Regions from separate parts of the Rattus norvegicus genome. Here all the other regions are linked to region 1. A link is a contact called in public Hi-C data. All regions are on one chromosome and are shown on one strand. The core of a region is the stretch at or near the end of the contact, and the rest is flanking DNA. Distances in the headings are between cores, read along the strand shown. Region 1 has its middle 30 kb from the start of Mab21l3. Region 2 overlaps Atp1a1 (ATPase Na+/K+ transporting subunit alpha 1). Region 3 overlaps Atp1a1 (ATPase Na+/K+ transporting subunit alpha 1).

Evidence for each region. A called contact is a pair of places that touch in the nucleus more often than the background predicts.
Region 2: a Hi-C map of liver shows a contact between it and region 1, with 4 times the contacts expected there. The contact joins two enhancer-like sites. A contact is called at or near these places in 5 of 12 Hi-C or Micro-C datasets (the A7r5 cell line, the Rat2 cell line, kidney and 2 more).
Region 3: a Hi-C map of liver shows a contact between it and region 1, with 6 times the contacts expected there. The contact joins two enhancer-like sites. A contact is called at or near these places in 10 of 12 Hi-C or Micro-C datasets (the A7r5 cell line, the Rat2 cell line, Schwann cells and 5 more).

Annotation. Positions count from the first base shown.
Region 1 is chr2:191,928,017-191,932,417 of GRCr8, forward strand. No RefSeq gene overlaps it. Among named protein-coding and RNA genes, the nearest start is that of Mab21l3, 30 kb to the right of the region's middle. Within about 2 kb of position 2,300, at least 14 of the 93 cell types and tissues checked have an H3K27ac peak or open chromatin away from gene starts, as enhancers often do. A contact at or near this core is called in kidney and liver, where this site is marked.
Region 2 is chr2:191,708,830-191,713,230 of GRCr8, forward strand. It overlaps Atp1a1 (ATPase Na+/K+ transporting subunit alpha 1), which reads right to left. Exons shown (of 23, transcript NM_012504.1): 19 at 4,124-4,269; 20 at 3,872-4,002; 21 at 3,348-3,449; 22 at 1,237-1,328; 23 at 482-837. The coding sequence ends at 809. Among named protein-coding and RNA genes, the nearest start is that of Atp1a1, 26 kb to the right of the region's middle. Within about 2 kb of position 2,047, at least 42 of the 93 cell types and tissues checked have an H3K27ac peak or open chromatin away from gene starts, as enhancers often do. A contact at or near this core is called in kidney and liver, where this site is marked.
Region 3 is chr2:191,729,262-191,733,662 of GRCr8, forward strand. The region is part of intron 1 of Atp1a1 (ATPase Na+/K+ transporting subunit alpha 1); the gene reads right to left. Among named protein-coding and RNA genes, the nearest start is that of Atp1a1, 6.0 kb to the right of the region's middle. Within about 2 kb of position 2,045, at least 21 of the 93 cell types and tissues checked have an H3K27ac peak or open chromatin away from gene starts, as enhancers often do. A contact at or near this core is called in liver, where this site is marked.

The DNA of each region.
Region 1 (4,401 bases), core at 1,050-3,549:
CATGCACAACACCTATTTTTGGCTAAATAAACATAGGAGAATGGGATCCTTAGTGAATTTGGTTTTGTTGGTCTCAGGTAGTGAACCCAGAACCCTGCACGAGCCTCTGAAAAGCGTTGAGAAAAGGGTGCCTTCACGAGAAGGCTGGAGATTTGACAGGCTGGTAGAAGATTCACTCGTGTTCCAGACTAAATATGGAGGAGACAGCAGAAAGCAGGGCTGTGTGTATGCACCAAGGAGTCTGACTGCAGTGTGAATAGAAGTGTCCATTGCAGTTCCTGCCCCAAAGGAGAGGCTGGCCAGACCCATGGATCAGTGGGTGGCTCTGATGGGGAATGAAAGATGTCAGGATGCTGGGGTTGGGGGTGGGGTGTTGGCAGCAGGAGCCCACACTAACAGGTGACAAGGGTGTCCAGGCAGAGGTGCTGGTACTATTAATAGGAACATATGTCACAGATAATGCGTGTGTGTGTCAGGAACATGGCCGCTGAAGGATTGTGAGACTTCAAAGGTGACATTGAAGTTCTGAGGTCAGGTGCTAGGAAGACAGAACAGAACTGGGAGGGTCCGGTGGCCAAAGCCATATGGCATGTTTACCCTGTGCATCACAGGGTGAGCATCTCATGGGAACTGCCTTGTGAAAATCTCCAGCTGGTGGCCAAAATGTGAGATACAGATGTGGTCCAGCCTGTCCTTCTGGACCCCGAGCCATAGTCAGGACACGATTGGGCAACTAAGGCGGGAAGGGGTTCATTTTGTCATGGATAGGGTCTCATTATGTAGACTAGGCTGGCCATGAATCCATAGAGGCCTGGCTGCCTGCCTCCGGAGATTAATGGTGTGCACCTCTGCTCCCAGCTAGGGTACTGTTTTAGGCGTCCTGAAGAATTCCAATCTGCAGAATGCTGGCCTAGCAAGGGACTTGGAGACTCCTTCCTTCACTAAGGACAAAGGGCATTAGAACCCTCTAAGGGAAGGAGGGTGTTAAGGGTGTGTCAAGGAGGTAGGGAGTCGGGTAGAGAAACACACAGGAGTCCTACAACTTGCTGGATCAGGTAGACATTTTGTCTCCTGTGGTTCTTAGAAGAGGCCTTTGAATTTCCAGTGATATGAATTTCAATGCTTTTGTCAGACCTGTTTTAACAGAAAGCTCCCCAATACACGCACCTCTCCATGTGCACAACTGGTAAACAAGTTGTGCCCCGAAAATATGATCTTCCTCTTCTGTACCTGATGGTGATAGATCGGACTTTATTGTTGCTGGTTTTGGTTTGTTTTTGTTTCCCTGGATCTCCATGAGACACTACAGAAGATCAATTGCCTCCCCGCTTCCTCCCAGTCTCAATGTTATACACTGTTATGGAGGAAATATGGTTCTGGAGGTGAAGGGCTGGAAGAAAACCAAGTCTTTCTGGACCCTCAAATTCCTTTCTTCCCGGCTGAAAGGGCATTGTGCGGATCATAAATTACAGGCCTTTTAAGAAAAGCAAACAAACGCTAACTCCGTTGCAAAGGTCACCAGGCCCGTGGAGAGAGTGCGTGAATGATTAGCTTCTGCAACAGAAGGCTTTGAGGACTTTACAGGGTTCAAAGGTGCGACCTGAAAATTTCAGTCCGGGGCAAATCCTAAGAAGTCTTCCTCCCCTGTCACTTCAAGATCTCTGCCCATCTGCCTTCTGTGAGGACCTGCTGCTGCTGACAGGGCGGGTCAAGCAAGGACAGGCACCTGCCCCACTCCCTACCCTCAGACCAGACCAGGAACGGGGAGGTTTCCACTTGGAAAGCCATCCTGGTCGGCTTCTCCACGTGCCTCTCCGTCACCTGCACAGTGAATGACTAGTAATGACATATACGCATGCGCAGCCTGTGACCTTGGATTATTTTTGTCTGTGATTTTTTTTTCAAATGTTTATGAGTAAATTGATAATGCCTACCCTAGTTCAAAGGATGGTTGAAGGAATCAAACGAGATAAAGCACAGAGCACAAAGAACCGGAAATTTACAGAACACGTATCCGTCAATCTTAGGGGCCCGACCGTTCTTTTCTGGAACATTCTCACCCTCTACCCATCTGTTCTTCGCATGCGGAGTGGGGTGAGGGACTCTTGTACTTTCCACTGTGTATCCAGGGTGGACTGTACTGTAACTGTCCCCATGCAATCAACACTCCCCTTTGTCAGCCTTATGGAGAGCCTGTGGGTCAGGAGAGCCTGTTTGCGTGGGTGAGGTCCACATTGTGGTGAGCTGCTCTATACTTCTACCACCTACCACTGCTGGTGTCAACAGACAACCAGAGAGGAGCCGCGAGCGCCCCCTGACGCTTCCACGGCGCAGCACAGGCAGGGCTGCCACAGCCAAACAGCAGGTCTCGATCAGCCAGCAGTAATCGCTAAGCCTGCCCTGCGCATCTTCTGCTGGAGATCCTTACTCTGTTTGGAACACGTGTCCTGGTCACATCCCCGTTTGGAACACGTGTCCTGATCACAAAGGACAGGCTTCACATATATGGATTCTACACAGAGAGAGCCAAGGTCAGACTACCGTCACCACGGGAACAAAAGAAGAATATTTCTAGAAGGAGGTAAAAGAGGAAAGAGTAAAATAAGAGAAGACTATGGGCTTGGGTACAAAAGAAAGGAGCCCAGAACCCTTTGGTCCCATGATTCACTAATCGAGTTCCCCGTCCGTGGTTGCCTCTTGGGCCCGAAACCACAGGTTAGGTTTTGTTGGGCGCACTAATATTGACTGCCCCGCAGAATATTCCCATCCCCCTCCAATGGGGAGGAAAAGGCTTCAGTCTACACTCGGAGCAACATTGGATTGTCTTTGAGAGAGGAGATTTTCTCAATTACAGCACAGTTTCCTGACACTTCAGCAGCAATCTCTGATTCCTTTGTATCGAAGCACCGTGGGCTGGGTCCTGACAGGAGAGTCGTGATCTACAATCTGAGACTTAAAATCTAAAGCTGGCAAAGGAAAGTGATTCCCTCTCAGGCAAAGCTGTTGAATGAGAGGAAATGAATGGTCTAGACTCTGAAACAAAGCAATGGGGAGGGAGGGCTTCTGACAAGACCACTACTATTTGTTCCCAGACTTGGCAGGAAGGGAGAAAGCCTGAAAGCTTATCTGACATGCATTGTATACAAGCAGAGAGTGCGTGTTTTGCCCACAAAGCCCTCGAAGTGCACCTTGGATCCCAGTTAGGATAGCAGACACCAGCTGTAGGGAGCTGCGGTGCAGGACCATCAACCTGCAATCTCGGGTCTGCTGTATCTGATTGCACTCTGCAGAGAGAGGAGGCAGGCGCTTCTGGAGCCTTTTTCTTTCTCATCGTGATTTTTCAACATCTCAAAATTACTTTACGAAGAGCCTTTCCTGAGCATCGGGAAACTTGAGATCGAGCACAGCTCCCCTGCCCCGATGCAGCAGATGCATGCCGCTTGCAAAACCCATCTTCCATCCACCCATCCAAGTCTGCATTTAGCAAGCATCCATGAGGCATCTGCTCTGCACAAGGCATAGTTCTGGGTGCAGAATACAGTAGCGAACAACTGAAACAAGCCCCAGCTGAGTGGAATTATTTTCCAATAGGAAAACAAGCTAACCAGATGGGGATGGGAACAGGGTGGTGGGAGCTCACGGAGAGTTAAGCTGGTCTGGGAAGACGGAGCCATGTCAGCATATGGCGTGGAAGGCTTGTGAGCCAAGGGACAAATAGGTGCAAGGTGTGCAGGAGTGGACTTGGTATATTCAAAACAAAGCAAGAGAGCTAGTGTGGGGAAATAGCTTGCAGGAGACTGGTGGCAGGCGCCAGACCATGCTGGCCTGGCAGGCCGTGGTAGAGAAATTTAAAGGAGCTGATGAAAGGCTACTGGAAGGAGTAGAGCCCTGAAAGAACATGATTCAGTATGCAAGTATTTAAAAAAAATTCTAGCTCATGGGGTGAGCTGGGGGGTGGGAGGAGACTGGTGGGATGGGAGACAAGACCAGATTTGCAGCAGCCTAGAGCAGCAAGGTGATGGTTTGGCCTAGATATGTGAAGAATTTTAACTTGGGACCGTAGTCAGAAAGTGGGGTGTGTGTGTGTGTGTGTGTGTGTGTGTGTGTGTGTGTGTGTGTGTGTGGTGTGGGGGTCCATCTGACTTGGATTAGGCTATCACAGACTGCAGTTCATTAGGATAGCTCCCAGTGCTGCACCTTCTCACAGGACTTCTGATAGGGCTAAGATGCTGGGTTCAATGTAAAACCTTTCTAAATGCATTCTTGATGTAGAAATAGGATTCCTCCAGCTCTCAAGATGAAGCAAGTCCAAGAACCGACCTTGGCAGACAGGTAGGCGGCAGCGTTGGTCCTTGGGGCCTGGTGTGGAGTCCTGGAGGTCTGCAGCCTTTCATCAAGGGC
Region 2 (4,401 bases), core at 797-3,296, 220 kb before region 1:
ACACAGGCTTGACAGCCATGCAGACTTTCCCATTTAGAACAAACTGGCTCTGAGGCACTTGGAGCTGTGCTGGATTAGGAGAGCAAGCAGGAAGGCCTGAGGGACTGAGATTTGCATAGGCCTTGGCTGAGGTCAGGAATTCTTCCAGGTGAAGTGTTCCTCACTAAGAAGCCAAGAGCCAAGGAACAGGTGGGGTTATGGCTATGGTAACCAGGGCCGTGTCCAGGAAAATGGGTCAGGGAAGCTCATGTATCTGAAGAATAGGAACAGTTTCCTCCCGGCCCCTGGCTCTCCGATGTGGGTGTCAGTCACCTGGGGAGCTTATTAAAGTCTGCCGACAGCCTTGTCAGGGCTGGGCTGCCTCTCCTAACAAGGCCCAGGAGATGCTTCAGAGCTGATGGCCTGGGGATCCGCCAGTGGAAACACTGCGATGCTCCTCACATACAACCTCTGCCCAAGAAGCACAAGGACTCGAAGTGAATTCCGTTATAATAGCCATCTTTATTTGTAAAAATCCAGATATAAAACGTAATCTTTCAGTCTTTCCAGGTTTTCCTTTTTTACAAAAACAAAAAGGCACATATAAACCTTCCCCGCTGTCGTCCCCGTCCACGGTGTTTTTCGGGCAGCCCTCCCCCCGCCCCCCATTACAGCTACATGCTTCATTCCAGGACGTCTGGATCCCCACATGCTTTGGTGCTTTCCTACCAGGGTAGAGTTCCGAGCTCCAAGACTTGAAGTACACAAAGGGGGGGTAGGGGTAGGTGCAGTGTGTGGCACAATGTTCCACGGCGTGCAGGGCAGTGGGCTAGTAGTAGGTTTCCTTCTCCACCCAGCCTGAGAGAGACAGAGAGAGAGAGAGGGACATATGTAGTGAGTCCACTTTTGGGAAAAACCAGGACAGTGACTCCCTAAGGATAATCGTGTGTGTGTGTGTGTGTGTGTGTGTGTGTGTGTGTGTGTGTGTGTGTGTGTGCGCGCGCGCGCGCACGCACGTGCGTGCCCGCTCACACATATGCATGTGTGTACCCTGGACCTCAGATGGAGCTAATTAACTCTCTCCAGGAATACTGTGTTATTATTTGGTTTATGTCCAGGGTGTCTTTACATTTGCTTTGCACTTGTTAAGGTCTTAAAATCCACGATGCGTTTCTACCTTAGTTCAGTTCTGTCTGTGGAAGCCACATCTGTAACCTGACATGGGAGGGTGTCCAGCCTGCCTGTTGGCCCACTTACCGCCAGGGCGTCGCCTGATGATGAGCTTCCGCACCTCGTCATACACGAAGATGAGAAGGGAGTAGGGGAAGGCACAGAACCACCAAGTAGGTCTGGAAATTAAATCAGCGCCAAGTCAGACAACACAAGAAACAAGTCAAAGGAAGACAGAGAAGGCGTACATCTTCTCCAAAGTGACCAGAAAACCATCAGAAAGCTGACCACAGGCACACTTAACTATGGATTCATTCACAAAATTAAACAAACAAACAAACAATTCTCCCCAAACCCAATAGAAGCAGCTTTCCCTACATTGCTAGGCCCAGCGTCAGAGGCCAGCCTACATTGTATGCTGGAAGCCTATTCGCCTTAGTTTTCCTACGAGTCAGGCTGAACCCACTATTTTCTGTTGCCGATCTGAGAGTGCATGAACATTTTCTTTCTTCCTTTCCTGAATTACTGAAGCTCCCAAGCGCATTTGTCTCTCGCCTTGGCATCGGCAGACAAAGCACTGCCAGTGTGGGTCAAAGCCACTTAATTCAGACCCTCAACATGGTCTCTGACCATGGAATCCGGGAGGACCAGCTGAGCCCTGACAGATGACAAAGGTCTTCAGACGGGGAGCCTGGAGAGGCTGCCACATGGTCCCCAGCAGAGACAGGCTCCGGGAGGCCTCCTGCAGGCACCAGGCTTCCTTGACTACAGGCTCCTGGATAAACAAAGGAGGAAGGATGGCCCTGCCAGCTTTGCAGTCTCCGCCCTTCCTATGTGCCCAGAACAGCAGTGGGAAGGTGACCTCAGAGCCTCAGCCAGGAACAAAGTCCCGATCAAATGGAGGAGAAGCTGCCAGGAGCAAGTCAGGTCACAGAAGAGTCAAGTGTCCAGAAAAGGGCAGTGTCCTGAGGCTCGGCTCTTCCTCACTGGGACGTCCCAGAGGCTGTGTGGCAGCCTGTGACCTTTCTGTCCCTCTCTCATTCAATAAGGCTCAGGCCAATATAATCCAACCTGGACACTTCCTGCATCCCGTACTCTATGCAGGGTACTACGGAACCTGACGCAGTAACCAGAAAAAGCCATAAAGATTATCTGGAGAGCAGAAACAGCCAACGCCAACAGAGATGTTGCAAGGACTCCAGCCCAAAGGGGCCATCAGGATTGATGGGTTGGGTGGGAACATCCTTACCAAAGACATAAGTAGGGAGGATAACAGTGAACTGACCTACAATGGCCTTGGACAGGCTGAGAGACACACCCTGGATGCCTGCCCCACCTTGCGCCATAGACTCTGACTGTAAACTTGATGAGGCCAAAGCATTTCGATTCTAAGATGAGATCAGTGCATGGACGTTGGCAAGGGGCCGGGAAGGCCCGGATGCGTCTGAGCAATGTCAGGGCCGGGTGGAACTCAAGAGGCTGATGCTCTCAAAGGATCTTATGTTGGAAGAGTGTTGTATTTTGACGCTCACCATGTTTAATCAAGTTGTAGCTGCTTAGCCTCAACCACTTACTGGACAGCAGCAAATGGATGTGGAAGTTTCCACTGGCTTCCAGACTTTGTGGTGAGCACTGCGTATAAAAACTGAGGCCACAAAACTGAAGCACAAAGTCATTCATTCACTATGTTTAAGGCCGGGCTGCTTCTGAACACAGAACAAATTGGGAATTTAGTTTCTAAGCTGCAGAGCTCCCCTCACAACTGACTGTGAGGTCAAGGGAATCACAGATCCTCTCCAAACTCCTTTGGAGTCTCCAGAAAGGTGGAAGTGATATGTGACTACAGCAAGCAAACAGGACTTGGGCCTGGGCCTCTAGGTCCCAGAACAGCTCTAGGTGGCTCTAAGGACAGCTGGACTTTGCAGCAGAGGACCTGAGGGCTCAACAGTCTGCCGCTGAGCAATCTCAAGGAAGCAGATCCTGTACAGTCTCACCTTGGGCCAAATCCTTGGCTCTGGAAGGTCTAGATTTGCCGGTCTGGTTTATTGGCAGGCCTGGCTCTCCTGGCTTTCCTGTCGTCTAGTGCAGAGGAACTAGTTCACACACCACCCGGACTTCAGGCAACTCACACTCGGCAGGAGGGGAAAAGGCACACAGACTATGTCTACACCTTTTGGAATGTAAGAGGCTCAACTTACTTGAGGGGATACATCCTAAGGGCTGCACCCATCCCAGGGCAGTAGGACAGGAAAGCAGCAAGAGCTGTCTCTTCAAAGAGGCCAAATATTAAGATCTTGTTCCTAAAATTCAAGGGAGACAAAAGTTCATACGTTGCAAATGCAGATTTCTTTCCTGGTGCTGTGTGTCAGGTGGCAGCATGAGCTGTCATCGAGATCTGAGTGGCAGGATGGGGGTGGGGGTGGGGGCAGGGGGATGAGCGTTCTTCTTGGCTGGCATGGATAGCATTTTGACATTGTAACATCCTTGTACAGACTTGAGATCTGCAGGTGGCGGGGAGAACTTAGAAACAAGCAAGAAAACCCAAACCTAAACTACCCTTCAGGCTTAAAACTTTTACGCTGGGCTCTATTCACAGGTATCCTGACGTGATGCTGCCTTCAGGGTGCAGGCCGGTGGAGATTCCAGGAACTAGGTCATGGATGTCGGGTGCTGAATTTATTCTGAGGGTTTGTGTAAAATTACCAGATCCTTCACAACTTACTTCATTCCCTGCTGGAAGACAGAATTCCTTCTGGTCTTGCAGATGACCAAGTCAGCCCACTGCACTACCACGATACTGACAAAGAAGGCCGTGTGGCAGGTGAACTCCACAATCTTCCTCTGCTCGTAGGTCTGAAAGGTGAAGCAGGCACCTTAGCCCAGGCTCCTCCCCAGCTCGCACAAGTGGCCATGCTGCCGGTCCTCAGGGCTGGAGGAGCACTGGCTTCCATCCCCCCAGTAAACGGTTACTTACCCACTGCTGCCCGTAGCTGTCCTCCACATCATTGATCCAGCGGTCATCCCAGGTCTCTCGGATGCCCAACAGGTGAAAGGGCAGGAAACCGTTCTCAGCCAGAATCACAAAATAAGTGAAGAAGCCTCCCAGGGCCTGGATCATACCTAAGTTGGAAAAACCCTCTGAGTGCTAGACCTGACCCAAGGCACCTTCTCCTCTCTCTCCACACCATCACCTCAGCAGCCCCAGAGAATTCTGGAGCTGGAGACAGAAATAGATGGGTTTCCGGGATCCCC
Region 3 (4,401 bases), core at 795-3,294, 200 kb before region 1:
TCAGTGCAGCTCCAAGTGCCTCTCCGAGTGGAGATCTGTGCTGGAGTTAACACATGCACGAAAGACGCCGCTACATGCACTGAATAAAAAGCAAACTAGAGGGCTCTGACCAGAGGTGGGCGCATTTCTCTACATATCTGACAGGAAAGCACAATGATGTAAAGCCACAACATAGATGTCGACTCAGGGCTCCTTCACATAGGTGGCCAGATTAAACTGACTTTTCTTTTTCAAGACAGGATTTCTCTGTGTAACAAGCCCTAACTGTCCTGGACTCGCTATGTGAACTAGTCTGGCATCTGCCTCCCAAGTGCTAGGATCAAAGGCGTGCACCACCATGCCCAGCTTAAACAGATTTTTTAAAAAAGAAATCACCCTATACGTTTTCAAGCAAGTTCAGTTTCAAGGAAATACACTTTCATGAGGAGCAGTGTTAGAATCCCCCAGCCTCACTGTCTGCGTGCTTCAGTTATTCTCAGACTTCTCACATTTTCCAAAAGGGAGAAGAGAAATATTGGCATAGGCCAACCCTCCCTGGACACCTTCCAAAGTTTTATCAGCCATCACAAAGGCAGTGTGCAGCCTGTACCGTCCCAGCCATTGAGAGTAAGGTTGAGGCATCTACATTTCCTAAGAGCCAAACCCCTTTATAAATTCATGCTATGTAAGGTACTTTAAATGGGGGCATCTGTAAAGGAACATGAATAGTATTAACATGTAAAATCATTTCTTCAAAAATCTTAATTTTTCCAGTAGGCAATGTTTGTTTAAAAGAACGAGGAAGCTTATCCGATCAGTTCTTGCCCACAAGTAAAACAATAATTTAATGTTAGTTCTTCCTGGTGCGGATCAAGAGATCCTTAGGTTCCTATGGGCACTAAGGACTATAATTTCAAAGCTGAAAAAGTATGAGTTTGTGGTGTGGGGTAAGACAACATTTTCCTTATTTCTTTTAAAAACAAAGGTCACAGCAGGAAGTGGTGCGGTGTTCTTCCTCGGACTCCATTGACCTCCCTGCTTGTTTGGGCACCAGGCACAGAACTTCTCCTTTCTCAGTTAGAAAAGGAGACTCCTTCTTCACTCAGCCCCACAGAGCAGGAGTGACTGTGACTCCAGCGACTCCCTTTGAGTGTTTTTGAGCTTATCTGGAAGGGACATTCAACAGGCTGTGCCATCCTCAAAGGGGCAGCTGGTGAAAGGGGAGTCAGCTAGGTTATTAATTTTTTCCATTCTAAGTTAAGAACTAGGAAGTTATAGCAAGGCATTGTTTACTCCATGTGACACTTCAAGGCTGGGTGTGTGTCATTATTTTAACCTATGTGTCCTCTGGATTCCACCTTCCCAGATTCCCAAAGCTACTGTGTGCTTTGGACCTGAGGAAGACACGCTGAGGGAGGGGGGGATGGGGGGGAAGGAGGAGAAAATCCTGGACGGGAAGAACAAAGGACAAAATAGATGTATATATAAGACTTCATGCTGGCCCTCACAATAAGGGAACAAGAAATCCCCGTGACCTTTTGGAGTGGAAAACAATCCTTCCTCTTCTTCAGTTAATTCATCACTTATAGGAGAAAATGTGTTTGGGGAAGGTAGAAGACAGCTACAAATTTACCAATTACAGTAACAGTGAGGATCACACACCCACACAGCTCACACATACAACTCACAAAGTCACACACATACTCACACACACAATTTGACACACACACACACACACACACACACACACACACACACACACACTGCAGTGAGACTTAAATAGAGATCTTCCTCCCCAGTGGACTGCCACTTGAGGCCTACAGAGGCACTAGCACTGCCTCTGCTATGTGACCCCCAGAGCACATAGCACTAGCACCCAGGGGTATCTTCTAAGGCTTCCACTCACCAGCAACACCTCTGGTTCTACAGTCAGAGAACTCGGGAGGCCCTTTCCAGACTTCTGAAATCCCTTCTGAATTGCCTAAAGGTGGAAGCCTAAGATCCCCACTCACTTTAGCCAGGTCAGTGGCCTACGTCATTACTCTACACTGTCACTTGCCAGCTCCATGTCCTTGAACAGTCAGCCTTAGACACCTGCTCTGTCATAACTATTAACTTACCTAATGCATTCTGATAGTTTGGTTAGTAGAATCTAAAAACAGAACACCTAACAAAACTAAACAATCCCCCACATTGTTTCCAGAACCCAGAACAGAAGCTTTTGACTAGCGAGAGAGGCTACAAACACAAAGTAACTGCTCCAGTGTTGCCAATTCACAGCTGGCCAAGAGGGCTAGGGAGACGGCACCTTCAAACTCAATTTAGCAAACTCCAATTTGGCAGGGAAGTCAGACACAGCCTGATTCAGCAACAAAAGGCTCTGCCTAATTTTGGCCAACTGTTAGTATAAAGTGGGGGAGTATCCCCCAATTTTCCTGGTTCTCTTATCAAAACCTCAAGCTCAGCTCTGTCTATAAAGGTCTTCTGCCCAGCGCTGTACAAAGGTCTCTGTGATAACCCAGTCACTACTCACATTACTGCCATTCCTTGCTTCCTATAGAGGTAGCTTTCAGAGACATGTTAAAGAAAGTATCAATCTGTCCTACATTTCCAACCATCCTGAGTCTAAATGGCTTAGTATAGGTTCATCTTCTCTAGGTAGGGACCTAAGGGCTGTACCAAAGCCTGGGCTAGGTAAGAATTGGTAAATGGAAGACAAGGGATAGACAGTTATGGTCCTTTAGCTGTTCTCCAGCCCACAGTGACCCTTTGGAATAGAATTTCTCTGCAGAGGAGGTAACCAAGGGGCACCCCCATCCCATGCCGTGGGTTCCTCCTCTCACACCTGAAGACAACATGCTGAGAAATGAACTCTTACAGAGCCAGAGCCCTGTGAACCCACTTCTGTATCTAAACCTGGGCTGTGTTCATCAGCCACAGGGATGAGATCAGCCACAGCTCCAGCCACTGGGTTCCCTCATCCCACGGGAACATCACCAAACATGCCTCCCCACTGAATTCTCAAACAACCCTGCCAGTCCACCTTTCCACAGAACATACCATGACCATTTGAAAAAAATAAAAAATCCTAAAGTATGTGAAGAGTCACTGTATTTTAGATCTTCCTCTTAAAATGCATTTTGTTCTTGTACTTACTAAAAAGCACCAGCCCCATGGACATTTGACCTCTCCAAGAGGCCTGAATGAATCAAAAATGTTCTGCTTGCGCCTCACCACCTGCCACCTGTCCTCCCTCATAAGCCCCCTTGCTTGCCCCATCACTTGTTTGAGAGGAATAGCTTAAAAAAGCAGAGCCGCCGTCAGTTTCCAGGAGACCACTCTTTAACAGGTGGTTAGGAGCCTGGGAAGCAAGCGGACTGCTGGGCCGGAAGTGGGCAAAGGTGCTGACTGGCTTCAGAAGCGCAGCTTGGTGCCATGGAAGCACGACAGGGAGCATGCAAACAGAGGCTGCGCACCCCAACTGCCCCAAGGCTCTGAATAACATCAGGAGAACAGACTGGAAAGATAAACACCGGGGCCCAGGGATGACAAAATGTTACAGTGATTACTAGTCCTCAAATAATGAAGGCCCCAAAGATAGAGCCAGAGCCACCATCAATCAACCTTTCAAATTACCGGCAGACAATGCTGTTAGCAGATAGCTGTTACTAAATGGGGTTTGAGTAAAACCCGCTAAGAGACAATGCCCAGATGCATTTCATTGTAAAGTCACAAAGCAACTAGAGGATGAGGTCTATTGGACTAAAAACAACAACAACAACAACAACACCAACACCTTTGGCTCAGGACCCAAATGAAACCAAATCAGGGTTAAAGTGTGTGTGTGTGTGTGTGTGTTTCCTCTTTTCTAATTCACAGAACCTGTTACCCCAAACATCCAACAAATACATGTTAAGAACGTCTTACGGATTTCTCACACCAGATTTCAGCACAGCTAATGAGGTGAGTCATATGCAGAGAACACTCGCTCTGACTCCAGCCAAAGAACATACTTCCTCTCGCACTCTCAATTCAAGGCAAAGTGAGAATGTTCAGACACAACTAGGCTCCTTAGTCCCCGCCCCAAATATACATATAAATGCCGGAGTGTTTAAAGATGTCACATTGTAACATTCCCTTTACCTCATATTAGTACCCCCTAGCCATATTCTCAGAGTAGTCTAGAATTAGACAGGGCTGGAGAAACAATCCGCCCAGTGCTTTGTTATCCAAACCCAGCCACTCTGATTACTGTGAGCCCATCTGATCTGACACTCGGATTTCTTCTTCAGGCCTGCTGGCTGGCAGGGGGCCCTGGGCATCAGTGTTTCTAGCTGAGAAACCACTCTCTCTTCCTATGACACTTTCAAGAAGTTAAAGATGACCACCGCTCATGGTGAAAGTCTTCCCTTGAAACGTGAA